3 separate regions of the Zea mays genome follow, and all the other regions are linked to region 1. Evidence: chromatin contacts called from public Hi-C data. All regions are on one chromosome and are shown on one strand. Each heading gives the region's core, a stretch centred on a gene start, on an enhancer-like site or on the middle of the called end of the contact. The rest is flanking DNA. Distances are from core to core; before and after follow the strand shown. Region 1 holds the start of LOC606463 (alkaline alpha galactosidase 1). Region 2 holds the start of LOC100193194 (putative thaumatin domain family protein). Region 3 has its middle 29 kb from the start of z1B_1.

The links. Hi-C and Micro-C count contacts between places; a contact is called where the count stands out from the background.
Region 2: a contact with region 1 is called in a Hi-C map of ear, with 2.6 times the contacts expected there. The contact joins the promoter of LOC100193194 here to the promoter of LOC606463 in region 1. A contact is called at or near these places in 2 of 25 Hi-C or Micro-C datasets (both in ear).
Region 3: a contact with region 1 is called in a Hi-C map of ear, with 2.5 times the contacts expected there. The contact joins the enhancer-like site here to the promoter of LOC606463 in region 1. A contact is called at or near these places in 5 of 25 Hi-C or Micro-C datasets (bundle sheath, ear, leaf and 1 more) and 1 of 3 datasets of contacts at active chromatin or transcription factors (leaf).

The regions. Positions count from the first base shown.
Region 1 is chr7:19,579,281-19,581,876 of Zm-B73-REFERENCE-NAM-5.0, forward strand. It overlaps LOC606463 (alkaline alpha galactosidase 1), which reads left to right and starts at 1,276. Exons shown (of 7, transcript NM_001154078.2): 1 at 1,276-1,760; 2 at 1,991-2,229; 3 at 2,323-2,554. The coding sequence starts at 1,570.
Region 2 is chr7:19,151,281-19,153,876 of Zm-B73-REFERENCE-NAM-5.0, forward strand. It overlaps LOC100193194 (putative thaumatin domain family protein), which reads right to left and starts at 1,277. Exons shown (of 1, transcript NM_001138349.2): 1 at 60-1,277. The coding sequence starts at 1,216. The coding sequence ends at 458.
Region 3 is chr7:19,298,286-19,300,881 of Zm-B73-REFERENCE-NAM-5.0, forward strand. No RefSeq gene overlaps it. Among protein-coding and RNA genes, the nearest start is that of z1B_1, 29 kb to the left of the region's middle. Within about 2 kb of position 1,311, at least 18 of the 20 cell types and tissues checked have an H3K27ac peak or open chromatin away from gene starts, as enhancers often do. A contact at or near this core is called in bundle sheath, ear, leaf and 1 more, where this site is marked.

The DNA.
Region 1 (2,596 bases), core at 26-2,525:
TTTTGTCAAAACGTTATTTGATTTAAAATGTGTATGTTTGGATGAACTGATACGAATAGTGGGATTTAACTTTATAGCACCCGTGAATGAGGTCAGGACGAATGGATATTTACTTTAGAGGATAATAAATAAAATTTTATCTTATATATATTCTTATCACCTGATATCTACTACCAAAATCCGACATTTTACCAGTGCACGGATCTTTGCCGAGAGCAACTTATCGAACACTCGGCAAAATTAGCTTTGCCAAATGCCACTCTCGGTGAACTACAACACTCGACACAGACAGTCTTTTGTCGAGTGCAAAACACTTGGCATATAACAACGCTCGGCAAAGGCTAGTTTGTCGAGCGTCAAGCTCTCGGCGAAACAAGGCGTTCGGCAAAGGACGGTCAGCAGTCGTCTACAGTTGACGACAGTTAACTAGGCCGAGTGCCAGACGTTGACACTCGGCAAAAAACCCATTGCTGATGTACTGTTTACTGAGTCCTCTTTGCCAAAAGTAACACTCGACAAAGAGTTTGCCAAGTGTTTTTTGGGAGCAATTGTGTCCGATAGTGATCTATACATCTATGAGGCAATCATATCTTCTTAAGTTCGCTTCGGCACTTAAGATATGTTTTGTTTAGCTTTCTGAACTTGATTCGCTGTTAAAAAAATTAGAATGTCAACCAAATAGATACAGCAGTGGAATAGATTTCTCCAATTTAATTCAGAGTTACCTTCTACTATAGATTTTTCATATTCCTGTTATCCATGTTACACGCCGTTATTGTCTTATAGAATCTATAGTTGAGAGTTATTTTAACCAAATAAATTATAGTTTTTTCATAATTATCAGTTTACAATTATAATCAGATTTTCAGGAATCTAAATTAAAGGAACTCTCGGTACTCTTACTAATATAAGCGACACATTCAGAAAGCAAAACCCATTTCCGTTGCCCTGATGCTCGTCTACTCTACATATGTCTAAAAACTTTAGTTTTGTCCCATGCCAAGGAATGCACATGCACTGAACTTGGACTAGCATAGGGACTGTGGAGAATGGCAGTCACATACTCACATGCACCATCTACCAATCAAAATTCTTCTCCGCACAAGACAAAGAACTCTAGATTCTTCTTCTCCGGGCGAGCTGTACAAGGGTGTTTCACCGCGATGGCGTCACCGGCAGTAAATCCACGCGCGACGTGTCCCGCCACGTCACCCCGCCCCTCCCGTCCCCTGCGAGTATATAAACCCCTCGCCGCCCGGCTACCTCCTCCCGCCAGCATCTCCCTCCGAGTCCAGGGGGCAGGGGCACCATTACCGAGTAGTTTAATTAGTGCTAGTTGTATTACCATTGTTAGTGACTTAATTACCCTCACGCGAAGCACCTTACCTCTGCTAGTCCTCCTACGTCTCTTCTCTTCGCTTAATCTTGGTCGGTGATTTGATTCTTCACTTCTTGCGCGCATTGCAGAGGGTGCTCGGTCTGCAGCTATCTTAGGTTAACCAGTCGTGTGTGGTCTATCGATTTCGATATAGTACTACTGCTCTGTTATAATCAGCGGGAAGGAGGAAGATGACGGTGACGCCACGGATCACGGTGAGCGACGGGCGGCTGACGGTGCGCGGCCGTACGGTGCTCACCGGCGTGCCGGACAACGTGTCGGCGGCGCACGCGGCCGGGGCGGGGCTCGTCGACGGGGCCTTCGTCGGCGCCCACGCCGGCGAGGCCAAGAGCCACCACGTCTTCACCTTCGGCACGCTCCGGTGAGTAGTCGTTCCCCATCAATCGACCGACCCCCTCTTCTCGAGTATTTCCTTCCGCGATAAGAAATGAGGCTGGTTTTTTCATGCGAAACGTCTAGAATCGGAATTTTCGTTTTTTAGTCCAGGAAGATTTTCAAGTACGTAACCTTTTGCGTTTCAAGCTGGTGATGAGATTGAAACAAGGGTAGATTTATGAAATAAATAAACAAATAATTCGTGGCGCCGATCAGGGACTGCCGGTTCCTGTGCCTGTTCCGGTTCAAGCTGTGGTGGATGACGCAGCGGATGGGCGTCTCCGGCCGCGACGTCCCTCTGGAGACCCAGTTCATGCTCGTCGAGGTCCCTGCCAGTGACGGCGACGGCGACGACGCCCCCGCGTACGTGGTGATGCTTCCGCTGCTGGAGGGGCAGTTTCGGGCAGCGCTGCAGGGGAACGACCGCGACGAGCTGCAGATCTGCATCGAGAGCGGTAATCCGTTCCTTCCATGATCACCGGATGAGATAGCAGCTCAGCTCGACTCGACCGATGACGATCACCGGATGGTCATCCTCATCCCTGCAGGGGACAAGGCGGTGCAGACGGACCAGGCCGCGCACATGGTGTACCTCCACGCCGGCGACAACCCCTTCGACACCGTCACCGCCGCCGTCAAGGCGGTGGAGAAGCACCTGCAGACGTTCCACCACCGCGACAAGAAGAAGCTGCCGTCGTTCCTCGACTGGTTCGGCTGGTGCACCTGGGACGCCTTCTACACCGACGTCACCGCCGACGGCGTCAAACACGGCCTTCAGAGGTACGCGCGCTCTGTCCGCTCTTGCGTGTCAGTGACTCCTCC
Region 2 (2,596 bases), core at 27-2,526, 430 kb before region 1:
AGCAGAGAAAATGAAGAACGAACCACCCAACGGTGCACACCTGCACCTAGTATTCGTATATGTGTAATTAGTACTTGCAACTTGCAAGCCTAATAATTCACCACAATCACTACTTATGGTGTCCGAAAAGAGTATACACATACAGTTAGGGCATATGATCACCAGTAATCGTGTACGTAATTTACAAGAAAACGATCGAGAATATCAGCAGGTCGGTTTTGTTCTCTTGGAGCATCGTCGTCAGACTGGAAACTGCAGCGCGGAGAAGATGATGGGCGGCAGCAGAAGCAGGAGGAGCTTGGACGTGATCGTCGGCCAAGACCGGCGGCTGGCGTCGCTGCAGACCAGCCGGTTGTTGTGGTACGAGCACGCCTGTTGCTTCCTGAAACATTCGTAGAGTTTGGAGGAGGGCCGGAGGCCGGAGCACAATATATATAGTGGCGAGTGGCGACATCGTCTACCGAGCGTACCTGCTGCTGGCGCAGAAGGTGATGATGTAGTCGGCGCCGGAGCACGTGAAGAGGCTGCTGGCGTCGTCGTAGGCGTAGCTGTAGGCGGTGGGGCAGGCGTCCTTGAACCGCTTGGAGTAGGGCGTGGGCGGGCACGTGGGCTGGCTGCCGAACTTGCCGCGGCAGCAGTACTGGTCGGTGTCGAACACGTCGCACGCGCTGCGGCACGCCACCACGGCGTCCCCGGCGCGCACGGCCAGCTCCGGCGGGCACGTCTGGCGCAGGTCGCCGTCGCATCCCGCCGCGGAGCAGTTGCCGCCGCGCCCGTTCACGGGGCGCACCGTCACGGGCAGGTTGAACCCGTCCACGAGGCTCACGTCGTAGAAGTCGCGGTCGGAGGCCAGCGTGAACTCGGCCAGGCTCACGGGGGTCGCCCCGGACGCGCCGCACCGCAGCGACGTGCCGCACGACCCCGTGGCGCACGTCCCGTTCCCGGACGCGTCGAAGCTGCACCCCGTCCGCCCCCAGATGCGCCCCGACCAGCCCCCCGCCGGCGCCTTGAACACCGCCGACTGCCCCGGCCGCAGCGCGAACCCGCCGCCGCCGAAGCTGTCGCCCGGCGTCGCCGCCGGCCAGATGGTCGTCTTGCACCGGTTGATGATGGTGAACACTCCCGCTGACTCAGCGCCGGGTGGCGAGAGGAAGCAGAGGAAAGACGACGCCACAGCGAGCGCAGCAAGGCCAGGAGCGCATCTTGGTCTGTTCATGCTGCTGCCGGCGGGCCCTTAGCTTGTCCCAATAATAATCCTCCGCAAAACCAGACGTTAGAGGGCCTTCAATGGCCGGTTAGGGACGGTATGCGGATTTATGAATGATGAATACTAGCTCCATGTCCATGCATGGCGAGAAGGAATACGTGAGACGGACGGGGAGGTTGGGCATCGCCGCCGTTGCTTGCATTGCACAGCCTGTTCATTCCATCTCCCTCGTACCACCCTTCCTCGGATTCTTGTTACCATACCATACATATAACATATGCCTCAGATTCTAGCAGAGGAGAACGGACTTACGGACAGCAGGGGCAGGGTGGGCCTTTTTGAACTGCATGCACGTGTTCTTTCTCCTGGACTGCGCCGGACAGGTGGGTGGGGCATCTCTAAGCCGTGTCTGGGACATAACGACATACATGTTCTTTGGTGTCAATGTGTATTTGTGGTCAACAACCATGGTTCAAATATTTTTTTACCATTTAAACTCTGTTGGAGCAGGGAGAGGCGAACGAAAGGAAAAGGATGACACACAGGAATAGATGGCACTCGAAGGAAGAGTACACACGAAGGAAAATTTATATTAGTTAGAAGAGGCCTCGTCCGCCCGTATCTGTCGAAGTCGTAACATTTTTCGACGCATGATCATCCTGATCATAGGTGTACACCACTTACTTCGAGCGACCACTATTGGGTAGCCAAAGAGAGAGCCACACAAGAAGCATCATGAGACGGCTTACAGGACAGAGCCCCGTCCACTCTGAGGCTCAATAACTTGGAAAACACTCGGTGCCTGCCAGGCTCTTGTGCCAAGCTGTGTTAGTCAGTGTAAATGATGAATTTCTTGAGCTGAAGGTAGGAGCACCATTATTCACTAATGTAAATGATCAATTATGCAAAATGGGCTATAACTGTCTATTCACTGATGTAGGTGTTACTGTCTTTAGAAGAAGTGATGATTCAATAGCATTTAAGGGAGTGTTAGATGGTCAGCTATATTTAGTTGATTTTAATGATAACAATGCTGAACTAGACACTTGCTTAATTGCTAAGACTAATATGGGCTGGCTCTGGCATCGCCGACTTGCTCATGTTGGAATGAAGAATCTTCACAAGCTTCTAAAGGGAGAGCACATTTTAGGACTAACAAATGTTCATTTTGAGAAAAACAGGGTTTGTAGCGCATGTCAAGCAGGGAAGCAAGTTGGAGTCCATCATCCATACAAGAACATCATGACAACCGACAGGCCGATCGAGCTACTCCACATGGATCTATTCGGCTCGATAGCTTACATAAGCATCGGCGGGAGTAAGTATTGTCTTGTTATTGTGGATGATTATTCTCGCTTCACTTGGGTATTCTTTTTGCAGGAAAAATCT
Region 3 (2,596 bases), core at 61-2,560, 280 kb before region 1:
ATAAAACATGTGACACATAATATATTGAATAAATAACAATTCGGAGATGTAACACTCAAAATTCTGATTTTTGCGATTAGTAAAAGAAATCAAAGGAAAGTGTCCTAATAAATAATTATACTATGGATTTTTTAAAAAAATAAATATTAATATTAAAACAATGTCAGTTAAAATAAAATAGAAACATAAATTCAGTTTGTAAGTTATAAGAAATAAATAATAAAAATAGTTTAAATTTGTTAGAATGGATTATTTTCCTTCAAGTACTATTTTTTAGTAACTCTTGATAAATATTTGCTATTGGGTAAATATCTCCTTTACTAAATGTATATCCAGAGGCATTCATTTAAATAAGAAATAAATAAATAAACTTAAATTTCGCATTCATGCTAGATATTTTGATTGTGTATTAAATTTGAATTTTGAAACCTTAGCTCGGATTTGAATTTGAAATTTGTAAATCAAAATGAAAATAGGAAAAGAAAAGAAAAGGAACAAATCCCTGCTGTTGGGCTGAATTCCTTGGCTCGGCCCACTAGCTTCACCCGGCCCATTCCCGCTCTTACGCGCGCGGCCCGCCAGCAAACACACCCGCGCGCCTTGCGTCACCGCTGTGTGGACCCCGCTGGTCGGCCTCACGCCTGACGCGAACTCTCGGACCGGTGTGTCGAACAGGTAGGGACCATAGTCCAGGTTCTCTCTTCCACGATGCTGCGTTAGCCACTGTGTTGTGGGGCCATCCTATCGGATCGGTCTTCTTCACCCCGCACGGGCCGCTCGGGATAATGTGTGTGCCTCGATTCCGTGGCAGAGCCCCAGTCCCGCACACCAGAAATCTATTATTCTGGGGGGATCTCCGACGTGTGGGGCCGGCTCATCAGGTTTTTCTCCACGCTTGTACCCGTTTGCAAACAGCCACCGGAGTTCATGGGGTCCCGATCCAGCCTGACACCAATCGGCCTTTCCTCAAATCCGGAATATAATAAAAACCGCCCCTCCATAATCTCCTCGTCCATTGAATCTAATCGTCGTAGCAACCCAAGCCAAGAACACACGGGCAGGTGAGAGCGACCGAGAGAGAGCAGAGAGATGATCCGTCGTTGGGCATTCGCGCATTGGCCCTCGTCGGGGACTTGTGGTCGGGTCTCTGCGCCGCTGCTATGTTCAGCGAGATGGATGTCGACATCTGGACCGTTGATCTTCTGTAGTGCGGCTAGGATTAAATTCTTCCGTTACTGGTTGGGGTATGGAATCTGCACCGTCCGATCGGGAGAGAGCGGTTGAGATTAGTTTGAGCGTACCCCTTCGACCTATTGAATATGCGTCGTTCGATCTGGATCGGAGGACACTGACTGCGTACCGGTTCGTGAAGGCTATGATCTAATCCGATCCGTAGATTGGTGATCCAACGGTCGAGTAATAACCATACCCCTTCAACCCGGATAGTATGCAATTTAGCCCCTGCCCTTCTCTACAATTGAACCCGCCGTCCAAACACATTGAAAAATAAATTGCATATCAGTCCAAAACTTTACGGATTTGACCTTGGGCTTTTAAACAATAGGCACTGCAGTCCATTAAATATGGATTATTAATAAATTAGATCCGAAAATGATTTTTAGTGTTGAAATAATCCAAAAAGCCTGGAAAATTTATAACTTCCACGTTTTAACTCCGATTTAATCCCTCCAAATTGCGTTAGCTTCGTAATAAAATTATCTACACATTAGTAACCCTACTTTATCATGTAACACGTTTTTAAATAATTAATATGTTTACCCTAGGTTCATCGGATTAACTTCTCTAATTAGAATTAAAGTAATGTTTTCAGTCCCTAGTTATGATTTAGCTAAAATATGTCTTCTAATCAAGTTATAACTTGGATTAGAATTAAATTAATGGTTTCTTAGGAATATCTTTCTCACATGATTCATTAATCAACATAGACATAGTTTTCATATTCGATCACATAAAACTTATGAAAATCATAACTTTATAACCGTAACTCCGATTTTAGTGTTTGTTGAACCTAGATTTTCATTACGATGCGTAGGATATTATTATGTAGTTTGTTCTCATGTTTGGAGTGATGTTAATTTTTGCCTATACCATGTTTGTGTGTATTGCTACGACTAGCAGCGAGGTTACGAGTCATCTGAAGACTAAGTTGGTACCTGGAATCTCATGTCTAAGGCAAGTTGTGCCCTTGATCACTTTTCTTTACCCAATAATGTTTTTGTCAATCACTGTGACATGCTCAGGTTAATCTGATGGGACCTAATAGATTTTCCTAGACTTGTTTATCTCACACCTTATTTACCACTGAACTTTTGGGTAGTTATGCTATTGCTCTATCTGGTTTTGGCATTAATATTACATTATTACCATGTTCCAATGATACTATTGTTTTAATTGTTGTTCAAGTGAGATTATCTCATTATTCAAAAGACAATGTGTACTCCTTATTTTTCCCTCAGGGTTTTTAAGGAGATAATATTTTGGAGGATAAATTGTAGATTATCAAATGGACTTGGATTGATCAAGGGGGAGTATTACAAAATATTGTGTACAAAGTGATCAACTCCTCCCCTGGCAG